2 separate regions of the Mus musculus genome follow, and region 1 is linked to region 2. A link is a contact called in public HiCAR-type data. All regions are on one chromosome and are shown on one strand. Each heading gives the region's core, a stretch centred on a gene start, on an enhancer-like site or on the middle of the called end of the contact. The rest is flanking DNA. Distances are from core to core; before and after follow the strand shown.

Region 1 (7,584 bases), core at 3,495-5,994, 320 kb after region 2:
GAGAGAGAAGATGAAAGGAAGGAAATTGGTTGCTGGTTTTTAACTCCTCTTTTCAATTAACAGATAAGCTGTGTGTTTTTACCATGGGCAACATGTTTGGAAGTGTGTGTAACATGACATGTCATGACATGTCACTATGGCATGTGCATAGTGACACAGGTAAGTCAGCTAGTTAGCACAGGCATCACGTCACACAGGCTTCATTTCTACAGTGAGAAACACTCTGTAGCCACTCTGGAGCATTTTTCAAGAGAATGAGCTATGAACTACGGTCACCATATCGTCCCATAAGTCTTTTCAACTCCCATGTTTAGCGCTTACTGTGTGCTGGAAAATCACCCCACGCCTCCATGCTAGATCCCAAATGTCATTTTCCCATGAGCGCTGTAATCTGTGCCTGCAAATGAGGGCCTCCTCTGAGTTCCTGGAGCCGGAGCCGGGCATGAAGGCTAACAGGCCTGCAGGAGGCTGCAGGTTGTTCCCGCCCCTGCACAGAGTGAACAACAGCTGTACTGTTCGGACAAGATTCCCACACTCATCCTCACTGCCGCAGAGTTTGCTTTTTTGAAGATGGAGGGCAAATAAACAAGCCCCTCTATCAAAAGCAAGGAGGAAGTCACAGTTTACAGTGCGTTTTCTTTACAGACTTAATACCGTCACTTTTATCCTTATTTGGCTTGCAAGGCCCCCGCTACCCATGTCCTCTGGAAGTGGAGGACTTCAGTGAATTAGATCCCTTCTCGGATGCTGGATTACACAACGAGCTGGAAGAGTTTATGAGCATATGGCTTGTGCTCTGTGACTCTGGACTAAACTGGTGCTGGAGGGATTTAGCCACTCCCCTGGACCTAAATACTATGACGTCATAACAAAAAAAGGCACCCCATTACAGGAAAACTTACCCACCTTTTTGTTCTAGCTGACCCTGGTTTTGCTGGAAGACAAGTAGAAACAAACTGCTACTGACTTCCACCTTGTATAAACAGTCTACTGTCTTTGGCTAATACATAACAATGATTTGTATCCATGCAGAGCCAGGTGATACTTTGAAATGTAGATACTTTGTGTTCTAAATTCATCCTGGCTGCTGTGGGAAACATCAGGAGAAAAGCAGCATAAGGGAGGAAGGGCTGGTTCCGCTTCTAATTCCAGGTCACAATCTATCTTTCAGAAAAAGTCAGCCCGGCAGTGGTGGCACACACCTTTAATCCCAGCACTTGGGAGGCAGAGGCAGGTGGATTTCTGAGTTCCAGGCCAGCCTGGTCATAAAAGTGAGCTCCAGGACAGCCAGGGCTATACAGAGAAACCCTGTTTCAAAAAACCAAAAAAAAAAGAAAGAAAGAAAAGAAAAGAAAAAGGAAAAAAAAAAAAGAAGTCAAGGCAAGATTACAAGCAGCCAGGCACATCACATCCACAGTCAGGAACAGTAAGAAGCAAATGTGCCCCCACGCCTGTTGATTGTCATCTAGCAAACAGTGCTTCCTTCACCCAACAGCCTGGCTTTTCCTGTGTCGATTAACAATGCATCCCCTACAGGCATGCACGCCCACAGGCCTAGCCCATCCAGGCAGCCCCTTACTCAGCCTCTTCCTACGCGGCACTACATTGTAGCAAGTAGGCATTTAATACTATTGCCCTGTGTGATATTTAAACCAGGTTAAACACACCTCTCTCTTCACTTATTATTTCCTTGTGATAAAAGCACACTCCTTTCTCCTAGCTTGCTGAAATGCACACTATGTTCTTCTCATCTGTAGTCACCCTACTGCGCGCGTGCACATCTCTGTCTCCTAGGTAACTACAAGTTAATTCCCATTGACTACCCTCTCCCTGGCCTTCCCTCCTATTCTCCACCTTCTGCTGACCTCAGTCCACCCTTGGTGCCTGTGAAACCAGCCTCCTCAGAGTTCATGAATCACATCATGTGCTACAAACCTGTATTATTCTTTCCTGAAGGTTTTTCCATTTATCTTGATGATCTCTTCTTCCAGCCATATTATAGGATCTTTTTCATGGCTGAACAGTATACACACACACACACACACACACACACACACACACACACACACACTGTAGATGTTTATCAGTTGATGGACACCTGGACACTTTCCATTTCTTTGCTCTGTTCATCATGCTGGCTGATGAGGCAGGCAGTTGTAGTTCATACAGGTCTGTGGGAAAAGTGTTTTGATATGTCTTCTCAATAGTGTTTTTTTTTTAAATCAATAAGACTTTCTACCTTTCTGGACTCCAATAGCCTGGGATAGAAAAGAGGGCGGGGGAATGGTGGATTTTTGCCCTTGTAATGAGCCAAAGGGGGCTTTTGATTGCTGGACTTTGATAGCTGGATCTTTGGAATCAGCCTCAGGAGGAAGTGGCCAAAGTCAAGGCAAGGAATAAGAGACAAAGACAGGAGACAGAGGACCATGGAGAAGGGGAAGGGGAAGGGGAAGGGGAGGGGGAGAGGTGTTTGTCTCACAGTGGAACAGAGGGATACCTCTGGATAGAGCAGAGAGCGATGTGGTGCCTCTTTCCTTGGTTGAGAGATGCCTGCAGAATTCACCCTCCCTCCTCCATCTTTATGGCTTCTCTGCTGGCTCATCCCAGCAGCCCCTCGTGCTCTGACCCTGTATCTTCTGAGGTTGCTGGATCGTCCCAGGGGCCCCTCATGTGCTGACGATCTATCTTCTGAGGTTAGGACACACCTTTGCTCTTCTGTTGGCACATTTCAGGAAAGTCACTTATGTCACAGTGGTCATCGACCCCTTCCTTCTGGCTCCCCTTTATTAGCTGATCACGATGACGTTCCAGGGCTGTCCTGTCTCTGCCTCACAACCCTCTGCTGCTCTGGTGAGATGCCTTCTTGATTCGATACTGTTTCTACCTCAGAGAGCAAGCCACTATCACTGGCATCTGAATTACCAAGGCCTGCCACTGGACCTTTCTGCCATTCACTGAGAACGTTCAATATAAAATCCAAGAGGGGTCCTTTTCAGAAGCAAGCCCAATGGCACCTGCCTGCCCTCTGCTCAGAGCCTCCTTGCAGTTCCCACTGTGTTGGAAGTTTAAACTGTCATCATATCCCAGGAGCCCCACCCCATCTGCCCTGCTCACACCCCTTCCTGCTCCTGCCCACTCTCTCCACCACCCTCTGTCCCTCCAGCCATGGCTCTATCTATTCCTTACCCTGCTGCTGGAACATTGCGTAGTCCACAGAAGCAGAGGACTGGGTTTGGATCCCTGTAGATCCCAATGGCCCAGAGCAAACACCCTGCACATAGTTAGCATCGAACATGTAGCTGTTGAGTAAGGGCACCAAGCTTGTGAACATAAAGGTAATTCGGACATGCTTTCTCACAAATAGACTCAAGCCTACCATTGAATTTCTTTTTGATAGCCTTTAACAGGACAACTGTATGACCCCTCCAAACCCCAGAGACTATGACAGAAGAGGAAACAAAAAGACTATATGAACCGGAAGATGGGGAAGAATACTGTGTGACACCATCTTGTGGATATGACATGGCTGTTGCAATAATGAACACTCAGCACCTATGGCCACCTGCACAAGACATACATACATGCAGACAGACAAGAGTCTGGAGAGGTGGCTCAATTGTTAAGTACACACACTGTGCCCCCAGAGGACCAGAGTTTGGTTTCCTGCACTGTGTCAGATAGCTCATCACCACCAGTAGCTACAGATCCAAGGGAACCAGTAGAATTGGCTTCTGCAGACACTACACTCATGTGCACGTGTGCAAATGCTTGCCATATCAGATACATCATTATAAATAAATAAATAAATAAATAAATAAATAAATAAATAAATAGGGCTGGAGAGATGGCTCAGAGGTTGAGAATACTGACTGCTCTTCTAGAGGTCCTGAGTTCAATTCCCAGCAACCACATGGTGACTCACAACCATCTGTGATGGGATCTGATGCCCTCTTCTGGCCTGCAGGCATACGTGCAGGCAGAACACTGTATACATAATAAATAAATCTTTTTTTTAATTTTAAAAAATATTTTTAAAGTTTTGAAAGAATTCTTTTGGGTCAGTGCCATCAGACTAATAGTTTCTTAACTCTATATATCAGAAAAAATAGTTGATTATGAACTATATAGAAATATTTCCTTTTGAATTATTTTGTGATTTTAGTTACTGGACAAGAGAGTTCTGGATAAATGAAGAACCTGTCCATACACACCAGAAATGGTGACAGAAAAATTAATGTACACCTTGGGTCATAAGGCATATGATAAAACAGAGAAAATAAGATGTTTAAAGACTGGCCAGCCTGAGCATAGTAGCACACATCAGTAATTCCAGCAGATGTGCTTGGATTTCTGTGCGTCTGAGGACAGCCTGGTCTACACAGGCAGCTCCATGCCAGCCAGAGCTACGGAGAAGTCCTGTCTCACAAAAAACACAAAAACACAAGATTGGGAGTTCAAGGCCCAACTCCATGGTGAGTTCTAGGCCCAGGTCCTTGAGACACACAAAGAACAAACCACTTCTCTGAATTTGATTTGAAATATATATATATATTCTAAACTGAGTATGGCAAATTTACAAGGGTTTTGCCTGGTATTTCTTGGACATAAATATAGAAGTATTTCCCTTACCCTCACATAACTAAGAGTCAAACACACATATTCTCAGAATGCATCTTACACTTCTGTCTTTCCCCAAAACCATGAAGTCTGGCTGACAGGCCCTTCCTCTCATTACTCATCCCCCATTGAAGAAGAAACTGCAAGGGAAATCGTGAGCCCTGGACACACCCTCTCACCTCCTCTGCAGCCATGGCATCGCCAGCAAAGGATTCCAACAAAGCAGTCAGCCCAGCCCTGCAGAGTTCAGCTTGCTTCCTCACAGGGAGCCAGAGTCTTGATTCCCACTGAGCCTGGCGAAGATGTTTATAATTTGTGACTAAAGGAAACCTCCTGAGACCTAATTGAAGGTCCTCACTCTGTTTTTTGACATGACCATGTTTCTAGTAAGTGGAATAAGTTCCATTGAGGTTAGGTGCCCACTCCCTCTAGAACTGATGAGTTATTCTGGGGTACTCCTGGGATACAGCTTGCTAGACACACCGGGCCAAACCAATTCATTTTCTCTGTCTCTGTCTCTCTCTTTGTCTCTTTCTGTCTCTGTCTCTCTCTCCCTCTCCCCCTCTCTCCCTTCCTCCCCCTTCCCCCCTCCCCCTCTCCCTTCTCCTCCCCCTCCCTCTCTCTCATCTCCTCTCTTTATTTTTTTTTCCTTTCGTTTGTTTTTAAGACAGAATCTCATCTATTCCAGGCTGGCCTTGAACTTCTGGTCCTCCTGCCTCTGCGTTCCACAAGCTGAGGAAATCTGCATGTATTGACACACCTAGGAAAAATCTGACAATAAATGGGCACACATAATTTCCACATACCTACTTTTAGTCATTTGCTTTTTAAAATGCAGGGTATCAAAGGAGGCTGAAAAGCCTGGGCCCCTGAGTCCCCTAGTCTATTCTTGGTTGGCATATTGAGTTAACTTGGGGTGAACTGTAATCCCATATTGAAAAATGTTTGGTGCAGTTTGCTTCCTGCAGTAGAGAAAGCTTCACTTCAAAAAAAAAAGAGAAAAAGTTACCCTGGTCTAAGTTTTGAAAGTAAAATGAGTCGTTCTGAATACAATTACGCCTCGGCTCAGTTTAAAGACACTCTTTTTATAAACGGTTTAACATTTTGAGTGATGGTGTGACATCTTTAGAAGAAGTATTTGTTTGAGTGGTGTTTGCCACCATCAGAAGAAATCCCAAGTTTCTGAAACCGCGGCCTGCGCTCCGCTCCACTCCTTTGTTAGTCCTCGCTGCCTGCGCGCGCAGGGCTCTTCCTGTAACATATGGGATTTTATACAGTAAAGCAAAGCTGTGTTTGTTAAAAATAAAAATAAAAGTCTGCTGATTTTAAGTTCTCGTTTTTATTCCATGTACGCTACACCCTGTTGGGGGGGGGGGAGCTACGGATCATACTACGTTGCCCCAGATTCACGGTATAGAAGCCCCTGTCTCGAGAAAGGGGCGTTAATGAGAAGAAAAGCCAGGCTGCTGTTTACGCAGCCGCAAACATCACAAGGCAGTACTCTATGTTTACATTTGGCTGGAATATTTATAGAGGGTACGCGCTACAGTGAAGCCCTCTTCTCCACTCATAATGGATATCTTTGTGCTTGGATTCTCATATGGGCACAGTTGACATCTTTATCCCTCTTGGCGCCCGTTACTTCTGCATTAGTTTGTCCTCTGTGGCTCACTGTACTTTAGCAGCACCTTCTGGCTGAACAGAGACACTGTAAAAAAAAAATCTGTAAGAATAAAACAGCACCGCAACCAGCTGGAAGGGCAGGTGAAAAGGGCTGGTGGGCACTCCCATAAATCTATCCTTCCCTCCCCTGTGGCCTGGTGGAAGCACCCCGTTTCTTTCTCTACAATAATGGCCAACACCTGTATCTCTATTTTATTTATATCCTCACTAATCAGCATCTTTAGAGTTTTCTAAGGCTGTTCTTAGAAAGTGGTACCAGTGAGTGAGCACGTGGGTCCCTCTTGTGGTTGTGGGCATGGGTTTCAAACCCAGCTGGTTTTCTTCCTGCCTTTCATAACCAGGGTCTTACTCCTTTGTAGCTCTGCACCCAAGGCTCTCCAGCCCCACTTCACTTCTTCCCCTGCCTCACAGTGTATCAGTTGCCGTACTATTGGGCTCCACGTTCAGAAAGAGACCCTGCCTCAACAAACGAGGTGGAGAGCAATAGAGGAAGACGCCCAACATCCACCTCTACCCTCTACAAGTGCATGTCCATCTTCCTGTCTCTCAGTCCCTTCACAGATGTCCGTGCTCCGTGCGTGGGTGCGTGTAATTTCTATGCATTACTGATATCTAGTTTGGGAGATGTTGATGGTGATCTTGGACTTGTAACAAAGTTCTCTCACTTGCTACAACAGTGGCAAAGCTTAAATTCTGTTACCAGACCTTGCTTCCAGGCTTGCTCTTCCTTGTGTAGACATGAGAGAGCAGCTTATCTTTGCAAAGGATATCTTTCTCCACAGGAGTGTCCCTTCCTAACTTGTCTTCCTTTCTGGCACTTTCTTGTCTTTCTTTTACTGTTTAATTACACTAATTCAAGGAAATAGAGAACAATTCACTGTGCTAGGCTTTGCATTCTGATTCATACCTGTAAAGCCAAGCACAGGAAAGGCTGAGAGGGAGGGTTTCTATATGGCTCTAGGCTAGCCTGGGCTACAGAGTGAGACCCTGCCTCAAAAGAAAAAAGTTAGGGAGAAGAAAAAAAAAACTATGCTTAGGATCAAGTGACGTGGGGTGATCCCTGCAGAATACACCATCTGACCTTGGTCTCTTCTTCCCCATACAGGAAAAGGTCTCCCTAAAGCTTGGTCCTTTAGTGGCAAAGACAACTTTCAAATAAAGCCTTGGGTTGTGCTTACAGGAGACAAGTTCTTTACCTAGAAGGAAATCCCACAAGAAGGCAGGAATGTTTCTGGTCTATGGTCTCAGAACTGAGCACTTGACATTCAGCCCTTAGAGTCTACG
Region 2 (6,812 bases), core at 153-2,652:
AATTGTTAGCTTTTATGGAATATCTACTGTTTGAACAAGCATTTCTCCCCTTTGGGCTGCCGTAAGAATGAGCTAAACCAACCAACAGCTGGAGGGGATGTCTGCTCAGCTCTCCACCCCCACAGGAGAAGTCCACCAAAAGACCAACTTGAAGCTGAGCTTCTGGAAGCCTGTGGCAGCACCCTCCCTCTGCTGGCTTCCCAATGCTCATCCCACCCACCCCACTTCACTCCCTTCATGCTCCACAGAAAATGCTCTCTACATGAATTTGGGTCTTGAGGCAGCTTGGAAAGTGTTAGCAAATACATTCTGTTAAATTTCGAGTTATAGAATCTGGGTTTTTTTGTGTGTGTGTGTGTGTGTGTGCGTGGGGAGGGTTGTTTTATCTTTTTGTTGTTTCTGATTCTCTCTCTCTCTCTCTCTCTCTCTCTCTCTCTCTCTCTCTCTCTCTCTCTCTCTCTCACCACATTGTAGTTCTTTTTTAATGCCTCTGAGACAGCTGACACACCAGGGGGACCATCTGCCAGCCATAGGGTTACCTGCCATGGGCTTTTACAGTTTCAATTACAAGGTAATCCATGTGGGAAGTGGCTGGTTACAAGATTAACAGGTGAAAACAAAACAGGAGACAGAAGGGAGGGTACATCAAGATCCTACAGGGCCATAGCTGCTCACTTCAAAATGATAATGAGAAAAAACCTTTAGAGAAATAGTAGTTACATTGTGTCTTTGGAGGAGACACATCAAAGAGCTGTGGTCTGGATTCTATAGTTAACTGTCCTAGACCCAATGACCCTGCCAACAGCACCTGGGTGTGAACCCCTCCACATTTAGAGAGTGTTCTGAGCAAGTATGTTTCATGTGCACCTCTCTAGATGATTTGACCGACTGCATCTTCATGCTTTGAGCCCCATCAGAGCTTTGAGGTCCACAGCCATGGGAGAACACACTGCACAACCTGCTCTTCTAGCCCGTGGGCGAGCTCAAAGCTGCCAGTCACTGCCTTTGTCAGTTTATCCTTTCTTTCTTCTTTCGTGGGTTTTCCTCTTGCTATTGCTGTTTGTTGTTTTGAGATGAGGTTTCTGTCACTAACTCAGACTAGCCTCTTACTGTGTAGCCTAAACTGGCCCAAACTTATGGTGGTCCTCCTATCTCAGCCTCTGAAAGGCAGGGATAACAGATATGAGACCACAGGCCTAGCATATTTCATGAATTCCAATGCATTACTTGCTCTGAGTTTTGCCATTTTCTGCAAACATGGGGCAAGCACAGCTCTTTAAAATGAGTTTAGGTGTTACAAATCACATTTCACCAGAACAGAAAATATCTGGTTTAGTCAGCCTTTACTGGAACTCAGCTATCTAAGTTAGCACTTTCAGGTCACTGGGCTGCCCATGAGACATGGGGCTGAATGACAAGGCTGTGAGTCACACGGACTTTCATCCCCCAGTCTTCCCTTTGAGAGAGGGCTGAATTGACAGTGAACACTTGAAGTCACCATGCAATGGGAACTAAAACCCAGGTCTCCAAACCCTGGCCCAGAGCTCCTGAGTCTCCCGGGCAGCCCTCTAGGTTTCAGCTTCATGCAGACTAAGGCAGACACTAAGGTGACGCTATCAAACAGTGGCCAAGAAGACACAGATGAAGATGAGTAAATGACTATCTCTCAATTATACACTGGGTGGCTGGCCATGAGCCACACACAGGGCAGCCGTGTGCCACACATCAGGTAACTGTGTGCCACACACGTGGATGGCTGTGTGCCACATATCGTGTAGCCGTGTGCCACTCAGGGATCTCTTACAGCGATTCACTTGTTTTCTGAAACTCGGTCTCACCATGTGGCCACATTTCTCTGAATCTCACCATGTTGACCCAGCTAGCCTGGCACAGCAGGGTTCTCTGTTCATCCAGGGTTAGGCTTAGAGTAGTGTGTCACCATGTCTGGCCCATGCACTGCCTCATGGTAAACATCAGAACTCACGGTGTCTGAAGAAGATAGTCTGAAAGGTTTAGAAGATTGCTTAAGATCACAAGATAGCAAAGGACCAGAGTCAGGATTTAACGCCGGGGATGTCCCAGAAACAAAGCAAACTGCGGTTAGAGGCGTAAAAGTGAAATTCTCTCCATAATTTACTTGCTTTTCCCAGCCTCCCCCTTACTGGAGGCTCCAAACAGCCTTCCTTCACACATAGAAAATATGTAGGAGAATGGTAACCCTAGCCTATTCCATGTGTCCCCATCCCACAGTGCCTCACGCCATGTTATCTCTGGCTGTGAAGTCCCTCTTCCATCGATGTTCTTATCTCCCCCATGGTCATGATCCATTCCCCTCAGCGCTTATGAAATGAAACGCTTACTCAGCTTCCCTGGAAGTCATTAGCACTTTCAGGAAGCCTTCCCGCAGGACCCAGTGTCCTCCAGGGCAGTTGATTTGTCGTCCTCTGTTACTGCCTGAACTTTAAAACCACCTATGTACACAATGATTAAATGCATGATTTAATTTTATACATTGAATTTTCACATTCAAATATTTATAAGCCACCACTTCTTCACGCAGAGAGAGAGGCCTGCAGGTATGTGCGGATACATGTGTGTGTGTGAGCAGGCAGAGGCCAGAAGTCACTGTTGAATGCCTTCCTTAGTCAACGTCCCACTTGATTTCTTGGGGCAAAGCCTCTCACACTGAACTCAGATTTCACCAGTTTGGCAAGATCAGCAAGTTCCCAAGTGTTCTCCTGCCTCTGCCTCCACAGCTGGGATTGCAGGCATGCATATTTATAACCAGCTGCTGTGGGGTTATGAGTGAGTGCTAGGGAGCTGACCTCATGCTTGCAGGACACACAGGCTACTACTGACTACGTTATCTCCCCAGCCAGCAGTATCTGGGGAAAGCTCCTGGACAGTTGGTTACCTACCATGCCTATCCTGTTAGCAATGTACTTGAGACGGTTGTCACAGAAATCCTCAACTGCTACTCAATGGGAACCTTCTGGGGGGCTCTTGTGCTGTGACTGCCACGTTCTGACTTTCACAGGAACTTTCTGCTTCAGCCTGTTCCAGCAAAGGAACAGTTCCTATAAAGAGCAACCTCTTGACCCTGCATCGTAAAGAAGTGTGCCTAACCAATATTGATAGATCATTCATGTACATAGATTTGAATTGTCTGCAGGATTTAAAAGGTCACTTGAACCCTCCTGGGGATGGTAGACATCTCCACTCTCTTTACGAGTCCCCTTCAAAGTGTGAGATTACATCTGTGGGGGTATAGAATAAATACATACACTATGGTTAAGGTTTTTGATGGCTGAGATGTAGGGTTTTTGTGAGGATTAATTGGGTGCAATCTTTCATCTGCGTCTATTCAGCGTGTGTACCGTATATGAGCTATGCATCCAAGGACAGCTGCCATCCTATTTACAGCCCCATCTAAAAACAGCAACATTAAATCCATCTTCCATCTCTCTGAGGTCTTTGCAAGCGCAGAATCAACTCAGATGTTCTGTTTTAGAGCAAAATACATGAGGTGTGAATGTGTGTAACAGTAAAAGACTAACAGGCAGGGATGCACGCTGGTGGAAGTGGCCACCGGGGCTTGATAAAACATCCCTGCCTTTCCTAGTTCAGGAAGAGGCGAGGAAAAGAAACTAGAGAAAAACATCAGGGGGCAAATTAAAAAGGTGGGTCGCAGTGCCCACCCACCCCCATGCAGAAGGCTCAGAACCCAAATATTGATTTTTCAGGCCTTTTGATGCTGGCTGTGGAGACTTGGGACTAGACTGAAAGACGAATGACTGAGGTATGAGCTAACAGACCTCCCAAACCCTGCTCTGCAGCCCAGACTTCTTCAGGGTGAGTTAAAAGTGATCTTTCAGGTTGAGAAAGAGGGGAAAGCTGTGTGTTGGTTATCTGTTGGAACACTGCACATGAAACCCTTTAACGCAAACTCATGTAAATTTGATGACTATTATCAGAAGAGGCAAAACTCTTGATTTTATAACCAAACTATGACTAATCCTTCTGACTGATCCGAACAATCCTAGAACATTCATTCCAGGCATCAATCTTCCACTCCATGTCTCTGAGATACACACTCCTGTTTCACCAAGCCTCAAGTCCACTTTTCAAAAGTCAGCGTGAAAATCAGACATAGCAAGAAAAGAGAAGGCTGCTTCGTTGCCAGGATGGATGATCAAATTTGCTCTTTAAAAAACAAATAAACAACGAGTTTGCTCATCAGGTATTAAGACTGTTATTAAGCAAGCCACCCTTCCAAACACATTGGGAAGCCCGTGGGAAAGTGCCACTTTGAATTGTAGCCACGGCACAGGACATTGGAAGGCTACCAAGGTTTAAACATAAATGCTATGAATTCCTAGCTGTGTGGCCTCAAGGAAAATGCGACCATTCTGTGCTTTATCCACATAGTGACAAGGAACAGCAAGACAGTGTGTGTCAAGTTACTAGGACATGGTATGCCATGTGACAGACAAATATTGCCGGCCTGGCTCTCAGTGAGTTAATGATTAAAAGTCAGCTTCTTTTTCCCCCCTCAGGTGGAAATGAGATGGCAGAGTTCTGTAAAAGCTTCTGCAATGGAAATAACAAAGAATGGTTTATTTACTCTACGCTAGAACCTGAGCAAGTTACTTTACCTAAGTGAAAATACGCATGCATGTGATGCTCATGTATGTGTATATATGTAAGTACGTACGTGCATGCACACACATAACCATGCATTTGCTATTATACGTGAGTACATCGCCCTCCAACTGAAAACTGGAGTCTGGTCACACGGTCTGTCTTCTGGATTGTGCAGGGTCCGAAAGAGATAAGCCCGCCGGTATGACTCTGCCAGCACATCCCTCTATATTATTGTATTTATAACAAAGTAAACAAAGTGAGACATGCATCAGGATAACATCTAATCACACAGATCATACGCGTGCCACAGTTTGTCAGAAGATGGCTTAATGAAGGGGTAGAAACGCAGACAAGACTGATGCTTGCTACTGGAATGTTCATCTATTCCATGAGTAACATTGCTGAGATTGAAATTACTGCTTGTCATATTTTCATATGTGAAATTTGAATTGAGAAAAAAAAATCAATGACAGACCCAGAGGTGAGCGTACTACTGTCATTTTGCTAAGTGGACATGGTATCAAACTGCTCTCTACATTCATATCCCTATACTATACAGGGTAGCTCTCTGGCCCCATCAGGGAAACCTGTTTGTGTAGCAGATGGTGGTGATTACTGCAGAGACTCACAATTCACGGAAGTATAGAGAATGACTGAGTATGTGGTGTGTGTGTGTGTGTGTGTGTGTGTGTGTGTGTGTGTGTGTGATGTGCTGTGGGTGGGTGGGGGTGCTTAGCCAGCACAGGGCCTCCACCAAGGCTCAGGGACCATCTGAGGAGACAGAAAGACTGAAATAGCTGGAGGTCAGGGAGGACCAGAGCAAAACATCGTCCTCTGGATGTGAGCAGGCAGCTGTACTCAGGGTCTCACAGCAGCTGTGGCTGTTGCACAAGAAGAGCAAGCCAGTAGATGCTAGCTGCAGTTCCATGCTAGAACTGCAGGGGGCCCTTGGATCCCTACTCCTAACTGAAGATCTGCGGACATTGCTGGCTGCTGGGACGGGAGAGCTGTTTTCTTTAAGGGTGTGGGTCCTGTTAGGCCTACCATGTTCCATTGACTGGCCCCACGTCCAGAAGTATATTGGCAGTGTAAGTTGGAGTGGATGGCTATTAAATTAAAAACAAAAAGGAAGGGGAAGGACATGGGGTGGTTCTTTGAGGGGTTAATTTGAGGGTTAATATGATTAAAATGTATAAAATTCTCTAACAAATACAAATATTTATTTTAAAAAAATCAGTGTGATTTCCCCCATTATCTGAACCCATTGGCAGATCTGTTAGTGTGTGTGTTACTCTGAAATTTGCATTATCATCAACCATTGAATTACTGAAGGGCATCTTCAAGGCTCAGTGTAGTATACACCAATAATCTGTTGAAACAAATGCCCAAAGTTGGAGAACTGACAATGTAGAAAGTGCACGTCTCTGAAAGAAATAGGATTCACAGTCTTTGTCGTCAGATGCCCAAAAGTCAAGTCTTTCTCATTATTAACCCTGAGCATTTGCTGACTGGTGGAGCTTCCAAAGAGTCTCTCTTCAAATGGTTATAAGGCACTTGAGTACTTATAAAACATGGCCCATCCACACCTTTATTATTGCTGAGACAATCGTGCATTTTCAAAACTAGCATAAAGATGTAACCACTGCCACATTATACTTAAGGAGATTCCAAATCCGTCTGTTTTTCTGGATGAGTATGCTTATTAAAGTTAAGCACATGGATAAAATTAAAATAAATATCAACTATATGAAATTAGAGTAAGATTAAAAACTATGGGAGACACTGCCCAGTTACCTTTTTGTGCTGAGGACAGGGCTATGTCATGTTGCCACCAACAAGTTGTAGGAGTTACAAAGTCCTTTTCCAGTATTTCAGTTTGCATTACTGAGAAATAACCAAGGAAGTCTTTGTGTGACTGCAGAGGGATCCGTCTTGCATGTAACTTATTTCCAGTGACAATCACAAAGTGAAACTGGATAAACATCGCCAGTGGCTGCCTTGCCTATGCCAAGACATCGAGCAGGATGGTGAAGCCTTGCTTCCGGTCAGCCTGCCAAAGTTCTGAGCTCAAGACCTCACCATGAAAAGTTGAAAATAGCCAACTGAATACATCAGAAGGTCCTTTATGTATGAGAGTGCCATAAAACTGTTATCATTTTATATTGGAA

Evidence for each region. HiCAR-type assays count read pairs that join an accessible place to other places.
Region 1: a contact with region 2 is called in a HiCAR-type map of Th17 cells, with 12 times the contacts expected there. The contact joins two enhancer-like sites. A contact is called at or near these places in 2 of 39 promoter capture datasets (the C10 cell line and pre-B cells), 3 of 15 datasets of contacts at CTCF or cohesin (CD8 T cells, large pre-B cells and pro-B cells), 58 of 484 Hi-C or Micro-C datasets (the 63-12 cell line, B cells, the C10 cell line and 27 more) and 4 of 115 datasets of contacts at active chromatin or transcription factors (Th17 cells, astrocytes, bone marrow-derived dendritic cells and 1 more).

The regions. Positions count from the first base shown.
Region 1 is chr6:144,955,592-144,963,175 of GRCm38.p6, forward strand. No RefSeq gene overlaps it. Among named protein-coding and RNA genes, the nearest start is that of Gm46721, 14 kb to the left of the region's middle. Within about 2 kb of position 4,745, at least 22 of the 459 cell types and tissues checked have an H3K27ac peak or open chromatin away from gene starts, as enhancers often do. A contact at or near this core is called in Th17 cells and Th2 cells, where this site is marked.
Region 2 is chr6:144,639,334-144,646,145 of GRCm38.p6, forward strand. It overlaps a transcript of Sox5 not described here. Among named protein-coding and RNA genes, the nearest start is that of Sox5os3, 30 kb to the right of the region's middle. Within about 2 kb of position 1,403, at least 35 of the 459 cell types and tissues checked have an H3K27ac peak or open chromatin away from gene starts, as enhancers often do. A contact at or near this core is called in Th17 cells and Th2 cells, where this site is marked.